2 separate regions of the Anas platyrhynchos genome follow, and region 1 is linked to region 2. Evidence: chromatin contacts called from public Hi-C data. All regions are on one chromosome and are shown on one strand. The core of a region is the stretch at or near the end of the contact, and the rest is flanking DNA. Distances in the headings are between cores, read along the strand shown. Region 1 overlaps LOC101793360 (high affinity cAMP-specific and IBMX-insensitive 3',5'-cyclic phosphodiesterase 8A). Region 2 overlaps LOC101793360 (high affinity cAMP-specific and IBMX-insensitive 3',5'-cyclic phosphodiesterase 8A).

What was found. Hi-C and Micro-C count contacts between places; a contact is called where the count stands out from the background.
Region 1: a contact with region 2 is called in a Hi-C map of skeletal muscle, with 2.6 times the contacts expected there. The contact joins two enhancer-like sites. A contact is called at or near these places in 2 of 8 Hi-C or Micro-C datasets (skeletal muscle and small yellow follicle).

Annotation. Positions count from the first base shown.
Region 1 is chr11:14,980,612-14,987,368 of IASCAAS_PekinDuck_T2T, forward strand. LOC101793360 (high affinity cAMP-specific and IBMX-insensitive 3',5'-cyclic phosphodiesterase 8A) reads left to right here. Exons shown (of 28, transcript XM_027466406.3): 23 at 764-4,836; 24 at 6,695-6,757. The coding sequence ends at 873. Among named protein-coding and RNA genes, the nearest start is that of FSD2, 39 kb to the right of the region's middle. Within about 2 kb of position 3,215, at least 2 of the 8 cell types and tissues checked have an H3K27ac peak or open chromatin away from gene starts, as enhancers often do.
Region 2 is chr11:14,925,876-14,932,787 of IASCAAS_PekinDuck_T2T, forward strand. The region is part of intron 2 of LOC101793360 (high affinity cAMP-specific and IBMX-insensitive 3',5'-cyclic phosphodiesterase 8A); the gene reads left to right. Among named protein-coding and RNA genes, the nearest start is that of FSD2, 93 kb to the right of the region's middle. Within about 2 kb of position 2,281, at least 5 of the 8 cell types and tissues checked have an H3K27ac peak or open chromatin away from gene starts, as enhancers often do.

The sequences.
Region 1 (6,757 bases), core at 1,965-4,464, 56 kb after region 2:
AACTCTGCTGTATTTCCTAACAAGAAGCATTTTGTAAACATTTGAAAGTACTGTGATATAAAATTGCTTTCTTATGGCTCCTGAAGAAAATGGGAGAAAAAGGAAGATTTCTACAGTTCAAGTAAGCTTAGTAGTGTCATTATTGCTTAAAAGTATTTCGATACTGCTACAAACTATATTCTCATGGCTTCTCTTTAATATATTAGTTTCAGACAGAGTTTAACTTTTTTTTTTTTTTTTAAACTTGCTTCTCTATAAATGGAGAACAGAACACATTCTCTTTGATAGCACTTTGGGCATAATCATTTTGTCTGTGTTAATATCAGTTACTCTTCAAGACAAATTTCTACAGTCTGGAAACTGCTTGGGGGAGCAGCTATTTCCTTCCAAGTGCTGCCTCCGTGGTAAAAGTGGTCAGAAATGTGACTCTCCTGAATGCCAGATCATGACATGTGACTGAGATTTGATAAAGTAGGGTAATTACAGGCATAATTAGTTATGCCCCTCCTGCAAAACTGCGCCCCTTTGCTGGTGCTTGCATTACTAGTATTAAATAGACTCACAGAATTGTTCTCAGTAGCCTGGGAAGATACGTGAGTGATGAGAGCTATAAAGCCAGAAACATTTCAAGTATCAGTATGACAGATTTAAGCTTTCCTACTTAACGCAGTTGCCCAGACATTTCAAGTGATATTTAAGCAGACAGAATCATGTGACTGTTCCAATTCTGCAAACTAAATACACTCTGCCCTTTCTTCCCTAGCATTTGCAGACCTGCCAAATTTGATGCAGCATCTGGATAATAACTTTAAATACTGGAAAGGACTAGATGAAAGGAAGCTGCGGAGCCTTCGACCACCACCACCAGAATAGCAATTAGACTATGGTGTGTAATTTACTAACCAGATGCATATTTATTCAAGCTCACTTTTGTTCATGTGATTTGAGATTTGTTTTGGTCTCTTCAGTATTACAGTAAGGCTAGCCCGTGCACTTGGGGAACTTTCAAATTCAAGAGAACATGAGGTCAGCAGTTGACTTCCACAAACTACCATGTGTGGACTCCAATGAAATAAGCCTATCAAGTGGAATTACACTGGATTGCTGCAGTACTCGTACTGAAGAGGGTTCATTAGTGAACATGTTTTTGTGCTATCTTCATACCAGTATGTGAAGCTGGAAGACCTTGAAGAATTCTCATAAAAAAGGACATTCACCAGAAGATTTTGCATAATCCTCAATTCCGCAAGTGAAAAAGAAATATCTATTAATAGTGACTCACAGCTTTTATGAGAAAGCTACATGCTTTTTATAAGCACTTAAGACAGTTACGTAGAACAATCAGACATTTAAAATGCAACTCTCCATGAAGGAATTTTTGATCTATGAAAAATAGATGTACTCTATTTTTTCACATCACAGAAGGTGCAATCATTCACTTCTGAGCACTACTGAAAGTGAGTTCTCTTTAAGAAATTTAGTAGCAAATGTAAAAAATAACACAAGAATTTTTGAGGTTGATCGTTAGCATCTATGATTAAAATGATATGTTTTATTTATTTTGTTAGATGTTCAATATTTTCTATGAATTTATAAATACTTAAAAGCCAAAGCCAACTTTAGATGCATTACAAATTTACATGATTCATACTCATTAATATACATTTAATTGATGTACAGACCTTTTATTTTCATAATGCAAATACAAAATACTATACAATGATACATTTTTATTGCACTGTAAGGATAGATGTGTATGTTTAAATATTGTCTGATTTATGTTAATTAAAATAAGTTTTATTGCAAAGGTCTCACTTGAGAATAGTAGAATAAACAAGAAATGTATACTGTCTGAGCACCAGAACTGCAGTAGTTCTCCCACAAACCAGTGACGACCACCTGATCTTCCCTTGGCTACAGAAGATAATAATATGTTGGAACTTTTTGTTTTCTCCCATGAAATTTTATGACTGAATTCCCTGTCAAAGTCTGCCTTATTTTATATAGTATTTCTACAAAGCATTCCACAGCATATATGAAGAGGTAATACTAAACATCTAATGAATTTCAACATTTTATAGCGTATGTATTTTCCTCTGCCATGAAAGAAACAGAACATAAAACCTCCAACAAAAACCTTTAACTCAACAAGTTTGTAAAGGCTGTGTACCTTCACAATTTGAATGAAACCTTCATAGCAAACACCAGAAAATAATAAAATGTATATTTTAAGAAGTGTCAAAGTCCTAGCCATTTCATTTGAAATGTATACGTACTTTGTAGTTTGCAGATGAACAGATGCATGAAATCCTTTTTAAAATAACTGCTGTCTGGGGAAGGGAGGAGTTGAGGGGGTTGGATTGGCAATAAGGGTGATGAAAGGTGGTATATGGCTAGCAAGTCCCTCTGTTTGTGGCCTGCCCTTGGCAAACCCATCAAACCCTTCTGTGCACTTAAGACACTGTACACAGCTAGAAGCAGTGCCATGCTGTATTGCACTGAAGGACTGAAGGAGTATCCTGTCAGCCTTTCCAGTAGGCAGGAAGCCACTCCAAAAGCACTGAAGGAATTGTTAACTATTGTCAGTTCAGAGTCAATTGACTGATTTTAGAGAAGGGACGTTTTGAACCATTCCTCAAGAATCACAAGCTGAGGAGAGGTGGACGATGGAGCAGTTCAGGGGCTGCAGCAGCAGGAGCCTTAAAGCAGGTAAGAAAGGAACAGGTGACCGCTCCAGGTGTTACCTGTTTCTGTGTTTCTCCTTCATCTCCTAGCTAATGATATTCATGATATGCTACTATTTGTAGCTCACTGCTCTTTGTGTTTGCATTGTGCCTTTCTGCCAGTGCTGCCCTCACCATGTTTGTATGTTCTCCCTTCCTACTTGGTATCTGGGTTAAGTGTTGGGGCAGCAGGCAATTTCCTTTCCTAATTCCCTTTATTTTATCAGTGCTTGTATATTGCCAAATCTGGTGGGGCTCAGACCCTGCCTAGGAACATCCAGACCATACCGATATGTCAGTGATTATAGCTGGATAGAGGGTATGGGGTCCTCGTTGATCTTCCAGGGGTTTGACAATCATTACTGAAGGTTAAAAACAAACAAACAACAACAAACCACTCTATCTTTTCAAAGGGAACGTGCAAGTAGAGGGTGAGTTAGCTGCCAGATGTGTTGTTTTCCTGGCAGCGTTACACTGTGTCTCCATACACATGAATCTATTGTAATCAGCTGTAATTTGCCACCTGGTGTTAATCTCTTCCATTGCATGCAGGCTCCTGTGCCTAGTTCAAGGAAAAAAAAACTACTCAGGCTCCTTTAGAGGAAAGCTGCATCAGGCCTTCAATATCTCTACTAACGAGCTGCAAAGAGGATATGAGAGGAAAAGTAACAGCATAAGAGTCCAGAGAATGCCTTCAGGAAGGGGGTAAAAAACTTCCTTCATAAGCGTAGTTATTGTTCTGGGTTGTATTAACGAACGGTGAAAGCAGTTAATCTGCTATAAAAATGCCTGCTGCATCATCACTGAAAAGATGTGAACAATATGATTAATTCCCTGAAATTCACACTGCGTCTTTAATGCCATTACTTGGAGTGTAGAGCTGTGCTAATCAGCCCTCTGTATCAGCTAGATTTATGCCTGTATTGCTGTACAATAAATTCACTAAATGTAAAACAGTAATTTGCAGCCACTGAATGCAGCTCTGTTCATTCTGTTGCCCATCTAAATTTTCCTGTTGCCAGGGACAGATTATAATTAAAGAAAGTCTGGAACCAGCATGCCTGATCCTCACCCAAGTTCTCTTCCCACTGAGTGTCTCTCAGTGGATTACATCCCTTTTGCTTTTTCAGTCTGGCACCCAGGGATGGAGCTCTGCTGGGGACAGGAACCATGAGTTTACTGATGTATTGATGGTCCTTGACTATGGAAGGGAGAACACTGGAACTGGAAGAGTATGTTTAAAATTATTCCCAGTTTCAGACAGTCTTATACAGAGTCTACACTTTTCCTTTATTCTTGGTTTAATGCTAATACAAGAGTAAATTCCAATGTAGACATGATAATGGAGAGTTCTTTTATTCACCTCTGGGGCTTTAATCTTACAGCTTGTTTTAAAACTGAATAAGGTTCAGCAATTGAGCATTAAATGAGCCGTTCAGAATTGTTAGCTGGTTTTCATGTTACGTGTTTTTATTCAGGCAATACTGCTGCTAAACCTGGCTATCAATTTAGTTGCTTCCAGGTGACTCTGGAGCTGTTATGATCTGGAGAAAAAAAAAAAAAAAGTTGGTACTTCAGCAAATTGCCCAAGATGAATATCTTGGTCCCTTCAAGGGATAGGTATAAAATTCTGGGTAATAACTGCCTTTTACAAAGGAGTTATTGCGTGTAGCCAACTTGTCACAGGTCTGAATCTGGATTTCATACTAGTTTTCCCAATGGCTCTATATAAATTAAAAATCACCCAAAATTAAATGAATGTCTTGGTTTTTGTTTCAGTGCTTTTCTTGGTAGCTGTCTCTGCTTGTCTCAGTAGACACATCATTGATACGATACTTGAGAAAATGTGTCATGAACATGAAGGAATTCAAGCAATGACAAAGCCTTTCCTATATGAAAGAGGAGAAAGGGTAATAAAATTAACTATCTACTAATCCCTCACAGGATGCTCAGAGACAGCACAGGAAAACTGTAGCCAGTTGTGTCCTTCTGTGAGACCAGAAGGGTTTGAGTCATGACTCTGAGTGGAGCACTCCGAAATGAAGTCTCAGAGCTGTTCACAAGCTTCAAAACAAGTAATCTCTCTGCTGACGTGTGACATCATGCCTCCAAGGTACAGTGGTCCCGGGGTGCTCATTAAATGATAGTGGGATGGATTGCATTTCATCCTTACATGATGTTTGGATGCAGAAAACAAGCTTTTAAATTACTGCCATGTCCCTCCACAGCCTGTGCTACAGGTTCAGAACAAAGGGATGTCCAGGTGCTTCACGTACTTTTTTTTTTGTTTTGCTGAAGCTTTGGTTCTGTAGGCAAAGGATTTCTTTGTTGTATCTCCACTAAATGCTTTCTCTTATTCCTGCTTTGAATGTTACTAGGGCAAAGTGTCTCATGTTTTCATTTTTTTTCCTTATTTAACATCTTTAAGGATCTCCTCCCACACTTCCCAAACAAACCTCAGTGAATTTAGCTTTGCAAATCTTGTCTGGTTATGTGTTAGCATCCTCTTTAACAAGCAAGCCAACTGAATTAGAAAAGGCCAGAGGATTCAGAGCCATTAAGCAAAATGGGCTTGAAGCTTCTAAACGCCTCTGAGATCCTGCACCTTCAAGCCCAGCCCATGGAGTAACCATAGGTGTTTCTCAGGCCAGGGAAAGGATTCTCATGTTTTGATCTTCCATTTTTTCCCTCTCAGCTTCTTTGTCTTCCATTTTTCTTCCGATGCCATTTGCTAGAAGTACTTCCCTCAGCTTGCACAGGCTGTGGATCTCCCTCAAACACACAGCCCTAACACTGGGACTAAACCCTGCCAGTCAAATGGACACTTGCTGCTTGCAACAACTGTTAGCACAATGCAGTCTTATTTTTTCTGATACAACTTCAAGGGAAAATACCCGGTATTGGCTGAAAGCCTTACACTGGTACCCGCAGACAGGAGAGTGCATAAGTTAACTGAAGCAGCTTGTGAGCAGTTCATTGCTGCTGCGTGCAGTGTTGTTCTCCCACGTACAAATGGAAGTTCAGGAGTGTTTGCAAGCATCTCTGCCTCTGGGGTTATGTTAGCAAATGCAAGCAGCCCTGGACACTTGAAATTTGAATCTCGCCTTTCTTGGTTTGCTTGCTCCCCCCCTCGAGTGGCAAGAGTCATTGCTAGAGCTAAAACTAATCTTAGTTCAGTCCATGGTAATTAACAAAAGTTACTTCATCCTTTAATCACATTGATTTTTCTTGAGGTTGAGGAATAGCTCAGCGATGTATAGTTTCAGAGGGGAAGTGAGGAAGGTGATTGCCTGGCTTTGAAATGAAAGGAGGAATTTAGCTAGTGTGCAATTATTCAAGTAAGAAGTTGCTCCCGTCTGTCTTTAATATTCCAGAGTAGTATTTGATGTAAATCCTTCCCTAGAGTTCATTACATTAGCTCTTAGCTCAACCTGAGAACACTGAGTGCCAAGTTGGGTGTGCAGCGCATTTTATAACCAAGCAGAACGACGTCATGCTAGTGATCCTGCAGCTCCCTAGCTCCTTGGGAGGAGGCATGGTTTTGTCTTCAGCCTAAATGTTTGACCAAATTCCCTTACTGTTTTCAACACAGAATGTGTGAGAGTATTGCTTTTCCACCAGGAAATGTCCCCTTTTGCCTAAATTAGATGTTATTTTGCTACTGATATTTTTCTTTACATGAAATTTTTCCTTTATAAGAAAATTCTTTTTTCTTCATAGATCCCTAAATGCTTTACAAGAAGACACATTCCCCCTTCCCCCCTCCCCCCAGTAGCCCTCTTGCAAATGGGTAAAACAAGCTGCAGGCCAGCCAGTGCTTTGTCTGCACCCACCCTGGCCTGGAGCTGGGGGGTGCCAGGCTACTACTGAGGGCTCTGGGCTTAACCGTGCTGACCTTCAAAAAAAAAAAGCAAGGAGAGAAGTTTAGAAAGCAGGTGATTTCGTAATGGTTTGCCACTGCCACTTTACAGAGACACTGATCAGAGCTCCTGAGAAGCCAGAAATCCGCCCTCCCTCACCACCTTCAGCAAGGC
Region 2 (6,912 bases), core at 1,031-3,530:
CCATGATCAGAAAGGTAAAGATTTGGGGTCAGATCTTAAACCGATCAAATTGGTGTGTGGTTCCTGGATTTCCAGGGAGCAGCTCCAATTTGCATCGGATGAAGATCGCTCCCTTTCATCGAGACAGTAATTTTCATGCAGAACACACCAGACATCACAGGATTCCAGTAGTTCCGGCCCATTTGTCTGCTGCTGCTAGGAAGTTGTTTACTCTTTTGTATCACTCTCTGCTGACGTCTGCTCACTGAACAATGTCATCAAATTTCCTGTTTTTTGGCTTGTGGAAAGTAGCTCCCCCACCTTATGCTAAGGCTTCGCTGCATGGAGATCTGTGGAGCCGGATGCACCCAGCAGACAGGATGTAAGGTTAAATGCAGCATAGCTAAATAAATAAAGTAGGTGTTCAGTTGTGAACGAGAGCTGCCTGCTTGCCATGAGGATAAAGCTGACAATTTAAATGATGAGCAATGATAAAACCCCATGTTTGTTACTGTAATTTTCTTTTTCAATGGCTTTTAGATTTATTATTCTTTTTAATTTTATTCTGTCATGAAGATGTTTTCATTTTAATTGAGTTGTAAGAATTGTATTAATAGATTCCTTCCTGGAGCAGTCAGATTTATAACTGGGAGGTTTATAATTTGGTGTTGTATGATGTATGTGTGAAACCATCTCTGTCCAGGTGTTGCAAAACATTCTGCAAACTGTTGCTTCTGAAGCTGCTCATGCTGTAATGCTGAGGAACTGTCAGCAAGGCATGCATCGCTGGTTCCCCTGCTAGCTAGTGCAGTGGAGTCTGATTGCTGAGATCAGGAATACCGAAGCTCTGCCAGGGGTCTGATCCCCTTACATTTTTGGTTTGCTTGTTTTTTGGCCGGTGGCACAGGGTTATTAACTTCCCCTTGGACAAGAACCAGTGATGAGCAATGCAGACCTTAGTTCAACAGTTCTTGCAGACAGAGCTTTGGGCAGCTTTACTCGATAATACCGACAGCATCACCATGTTAGCCTCCTGTCATGCACCACAAGAGGAAGTATCTATCGGAAAAAAAGAAACAACCTTTGCAAAAATAGGGCAAGCTGTGTGCCTTATGGTGCTTGACTTGTGCTTCTCGAGCTCTTCTGTAGGTCTGTTGTGCTGCAAATGGTTTCCCCTGGCTTGGTGTTACCCCACCTCCAGATACTATTTTTCTTTTCCCCAAACAGCTTGTGTACTTGGCTAAAAGCAGTTGATCACTTCATGAAAGCAGTTCTTGTAAGGAATCTTCTAATGTCCTTTATTTAAGAAAACAAACCAAAGCAAACAAACAAAACAAAACAAAACAAACATTTGGAGTTGCCCTACAGAGCAGTGGAAAAGTCAGGGAACATCTGATGACTAACAGACCAACAGGGTATGCTGGAGACATCTGTAGGAACCAGCCCATCACTGGGGTGGTTGAGTTTGCCTTTTTTGTTTGTTTGTTTAATGGCTTTCTCAACCAGATTCAGTTTTGCTGAAGTGTCTCTCTGATGTTTTCAGTCCATATAATGGGAAGTACTGACTGCAGTGTGTGGGCTGTCACCTCACTGCAGTGCTGTGCTCTCTTTTGGTCTTACTTCTTCATCTTTGAGTCTCTGCAGAAACAAAGATGATGTTTCCTTCTGCCTATCTTCATGGTCAGAAAGGAATACAGCTGGTTCCTGCACAATACCGAGTGCCTCTTCTTGCAGCATCTTGCTTCACTAGTGGGGCCCAAAGCCAGTGTGTGGAGAAATGAACTGGCTGCGGTACCCAGCAGTACTTGTGTGAATCTGCTTTGCATGCTCAGGTGTTTGGTTCCATTTGCAATGGGGTTGTCTTGCTAAGATCTTACCAGTCCCTAAATGTGAATTTTATCCAAGACAGTCTGCCAGGACAAGCTGGATGAGGTACAGTCAGCTTTCACTTCAGGCTGTTAAACCCCTGTGATGAAGACCTTGTACTCTGTACAAGCAAAAATAGAGAAGTTGATCTAGTCCCTCGTGTGGACCTGCCCATAGCACAGGACCACATCAGTCACCTTCCGATTTGGAACGAGCACTGTCTGTGCTCAGGGAGGCTCAGGAAAGCAGCAGGAAAGGAGACGGCTGCAGACAATGAGTGCAGTGCCTAGGCAAAGGTAACCTTCATCCAAACAATTGGCAGGGGCTTCTCTCTCTTTGTTTCTCTGCTGCCCTTTTTCCTCTCTGTGTATTCCCTGTTCCCTCCTCTGCATATTTTCAGAGGTTCATCCTGTACCTTTGTGCCCTCCCATCAGATAACAGCGGTGGTGTTTGATTCTTTTGACCTCTGCTCCCCCATTACTACTCTGTTTTTGCAGTACTGTCCTCTTAAATTCCTCCCTTAGTTCCTCATTTCCATTCCCCTTTGCAGCTTCTGCTGAAGTTGGAACCACTCTTGGCATTACAGACAACAAAAATGACCTTCAGGGCTACGTTTCTCCAGCAGCAAAGCTGGAATTAACTCCCAGCATGGATGGAGCACTCCACTGGGGAGAGGGGACCAGGAGATCAGGGACCCCCTGACCCAGTCAAACAGCAGGCTGGATGTGTGTGCTGAAATCCAGCGGGCCCCAAGAGGCCTAATGCAGCACATTGCTCATTGTTGGGTGGGAGAGAGCAGTTCTGAGCAAACTGCCTGCAAGGCACGTCGGTGCTGTCCTTCTTCCTGGGGCCCTCAGCTGGGGCTGAGCCAAAAGAGCCCTCTACCTCCTGCTCCTGATTGAATTTATTCATAACTTGTCCTCGTGGAGGAGATTTATAAGTACAGGTGCAAGCTAAAACTCCTGAAAAGATGTCATTTATTTTATTTCTAACAAATAAATTCCAGATGTTTGCCTCTGACTCCTGGAGTGCAGATAGAATCAGCTGGAGGCTCCAGTTGTTCAGTCTTGTGTTAGACAGAACAGAGAGTGAAACAAATGCTCCCCATTGCCAGTGGCTTGCAGTCAAAGGGATACAGTTTTTCCAAACAGATGAAACTGGGAGAGTTCCAGGTAAGACTGGGAGAGTTGTGTCGAGAAAACAACTGATAGGCACTGCACTCATAACTGAATTAAAAAGAAAATAGAAGTAAACTTGCATGATGGAAATACTGCAAATAATGGAACATTTCAGGAAGAAAATATACTATCAAGTACTGCAAAAATAGGTCTGTACTTACCAGAAGGTGTTTCTTGCTGCAGACTATGTGAAATGCTGCTTCTTGCATGAGAAACATTACTTTGAATAAACGCCATGAAAAAAAAAAAAAAAGCTAAAAGTATAAATCTGAATTTCAAAGGAAAACAATCTATTAAGTTGTTGTACACACTGTGAAATTATGCCCTAAAACTCGGTCTGAAGTAGAAATGTAATACATAGGATATGACTAGAGACACCCATATCAGAAAAATATTATTCCTAGCATAGATGTGCCTCTCTTGTAAATGAATAAGTAAATAGAAATCAGTCATAGGTCCTTTAAATGGTGTAAGCTTATGGTCCAAGCTAGCCACATTACTTCTTAAGAGTACATGGGTAACAGTGACAGGGCTATATCTTTGCAAAATAAGGAAGAGCCGTGGGGCTAAAATATCGCACATGCTTGGTAGTTGTTGTATTTGCTAGATTTACTAAACAAAAGTAATTCAGAAGTTCAGCATTCAGATCTAGCTGCACAGAGAGGAAAGGACACACAGAACAGTGATGGGGCTTACGTTTGTAGGAGCATCCTCATCAGGTTTTATGGCTCACTCAGCTAAGAAAAGGAGGTGTAGAAGGAGACAGACTCAGAGCACCAAATGCACTAGATAATCTCTCTTCCAATAGCAGCAAGTTGCTGATTGTGTCACAAAACCACTGCAAATCTTGTTTGTTTCATCTGGAAAGTATTTCTGGGTACAGCCTCATATTACGGCCTGCAAATTTTGTTACTCTGTTTTGTGGGGAACATGCTGTGAGTAATTTATATCTAATGGGTCAGTGGTTTGATGCCACCTCTAATACTTTCCTGCTGTTCCATGGAAGGTTTGTTTTGTTGAAATACACTTCAATGTTCTTAGCAAAATTGTATTAGAAATGTAACTGGATTAAATTATGCACCTCATACTATATTCTGAAGTCATCCAGAGTACCACGTCGGTTGAAAGTTAGCAGTGAAAAAAAAAAGTAGACCTTTGGTGTTCCATGGCAGCTGCCTAGACTGTACATGTTAGCGGCTCATATAGTTAGTCAAAATATATTACTGTCGCAATGCAGCACGAAAATTGCAAAGTTCAACATTCAGCAGTACAACATTTGTTTTGTCTTTGGAGGATAAGGACAAAAGAGATGCAGAAAAATCTGCTAACCACACAAATATGAGTGTGGTAAGAACATTTGTCCTGGCTCAGAGGAACATACAAACACATAAAACAAATCAAATGAAACTTCTCATGATTGATAAAAGCTTTCCTAATCGAAAACACTATTCTCTCCTGCACTTATAGTAAGTAATTACAGACTTATGCTCAAAGTTCATAGAGGAAGAAAAGGAAATCAGGTGATCTAAGTAATAAAACTTTTCAAGAGTCCTATTTGCATAATTTTTCAATGAGTTTATAGGATTGTTTTTTTTAATTTTGCAAGCAACCTGTAGTTTTACTGCAGCCTTACTGGAACTGTTCATAAAGTGAGTCTGTCTTTCCTTCCTCTCACATAAGATGTTACACTTTAGTCCAGAAAAACTATTTATCCCTAATATCTAATTTGTTAATATTTCATGTTATATTTACTGTTTCACACAAGTTATTTTTACCATTACACAAATTTATAGAGATGTAGAGTTTTTACACAAAGCAAAACAGTTGTTTTTTAAAATTCCAAGCCTGCAAGTTCCCAGCTAGGCTTTGGGTCCTAGAAATCAGGCTGAGTTCAGAGTTAAGCTATGAAACTACACTAAATTGGATATTTCATTAATAGAATTTTTCTGTTTGCATTGGACATTCTTCTAGTATTGCATTGCTTGGGGGAAAAAGGAAAAAGAAAACAAATGAGTGCAGTTGATTTTTTACTCAGCTGTGCTAGAGCCACGCAGAAGTTTCTCTCTCGCACGTCGCAGGCAGGTCAGAGGAGCTCTGGGTCCCTGCACTGGGGCTCTGCAGATGTAACGTCCCTCTTCCCTGAGGGAGGACACCGAGGCTTGCAAATTAACATTTCCTGCTAAAATTTCTGGTAAAAGCTCCCTGCCAGAGCTATCAGCAGTCTGGATCACTGTCTGGGAAGAAACACTTGGTGCAGGAGAGGAAGAAGGAAATGGTGACTGTGAACTTGTTAATGGTGTCGCCAGACAGGACTTTAATGTCTCTTTTCTCTTGTTTGTTTTCTGGCATGAAGCGCTCTCACTCGCAACAGAAGGCCTAGGCCCAAGCATCCTTTCTTAGAAAAATTACCAGAGTGAGAAAGCAAGAATGACCAGGGTGGAAACATATTTTGGACAGTTGCAGAACAGCTTAAATGAGCTTCCATCTTGTCAGATGCCAGAACTTGTATCTGAAGGGAGATTATCTTTGGATGGCTGCCAGTTTTCCTTACAGTTCATCACCTTTTTTTGTACAAGCTGACACCATTCTGGTAAATAAGGACCAAGTGGAGCTTCTGTCTTTCAAAGGGCTCCTTGTCCTAATTCATTGCTGTTAACCAAATGAAATGAGGATGCCGCTACGTGATGCTGCATGGAGCTCAGTGGCACGTGGCAGAGGAGCCCGGCTCTTCTCCAGCTGCTGCAAGGGCCTGCTGTAGGGCACAAGGACCTGTAACCTGAGGGGAAAAACCCTCTGAAAGATTCCAGATCTCCTACCCAAATCCTAGGGAAGGGAAGCACCATTTTAAACTGGCTGTCCAAATGGCATGTGAAGGGCCCATATCTGCTTTACCAGCTGTGCCTCTTACCCACCTCTAGCTCTGTGCTCTGAAGTGGTAGTGATTTTACAGTGCAGTTAGCTGTGCATCTGTGTGGTTTGCCAGCTAGCTGTGCAGTCAGTGCATGCGTTTACATTATAGATTATTCAGTGTTTTTTCACCTTCTGTCTTGGCCTGTGCTCTTCTTCCTGCATGTTGCAGACCTTTCCTTGAAAATCTGCCGCTGCAGCAAGGCTCTCTGAAAGCTTCACTGCCATCCTGTAACAGGTGAAAGGATCTGATGCGGGTATCTCCAAATGCTGTCCCTCTTCCCTAGAAATCTCAAGGTTAAGCAAAAGATACAATTTATGTAAGGCTATTCAACATCTATATATGATTATTTGCACAATTATGGCTCTTGTACTTTGAGAAATACAAATAATACACGTAGAGTGAGTATTTCCAATAGTTGTGCAGTCAACAAACTTCACTGTGAGCCAGACTTTACCTTGTTGGATATCCGATACCTAGTTGAATTTGTCAGTTATCGACTACAGGGGCAGCTTTAAGGGTTGTTGATTAAAAGGGAGCTGCCCCATGGGAAGCTGCTCTGCTCTGTTGCCACAGCTTTGGTCCTGTGAAACTTCACAGGGAGGTGGTAACATATTGGTCGCTTAGGCATTTCTAGAGGGAAAAGCATGCTCCATACCAACTCATTTTATACCAGCAGCGTCACCTTTGGTATATCCAACAGTTTGTAAAGGAAAAGTTACTCGTAGGCAGAGTGTGTGGGGGTTGCTTTGTAGCAAAAATAGTAATACAGTTAAATTTTTTAAACACTGTTTTTAGTTAAATAAAATGAAGTGCTGGAGTGTGCCTACCACAAATCTAGATAGTGATATTCTGTTTGCAGCAGAACCAGAATGAAAAGTGGTTTTGCTGCATCCAATTTTGCTTAATTGTGACTCTGATTATAATGAAAAAAACACTTCAGAAAAGACATGCAAAGTTTAGTTTGGCGTAACTGTAAAA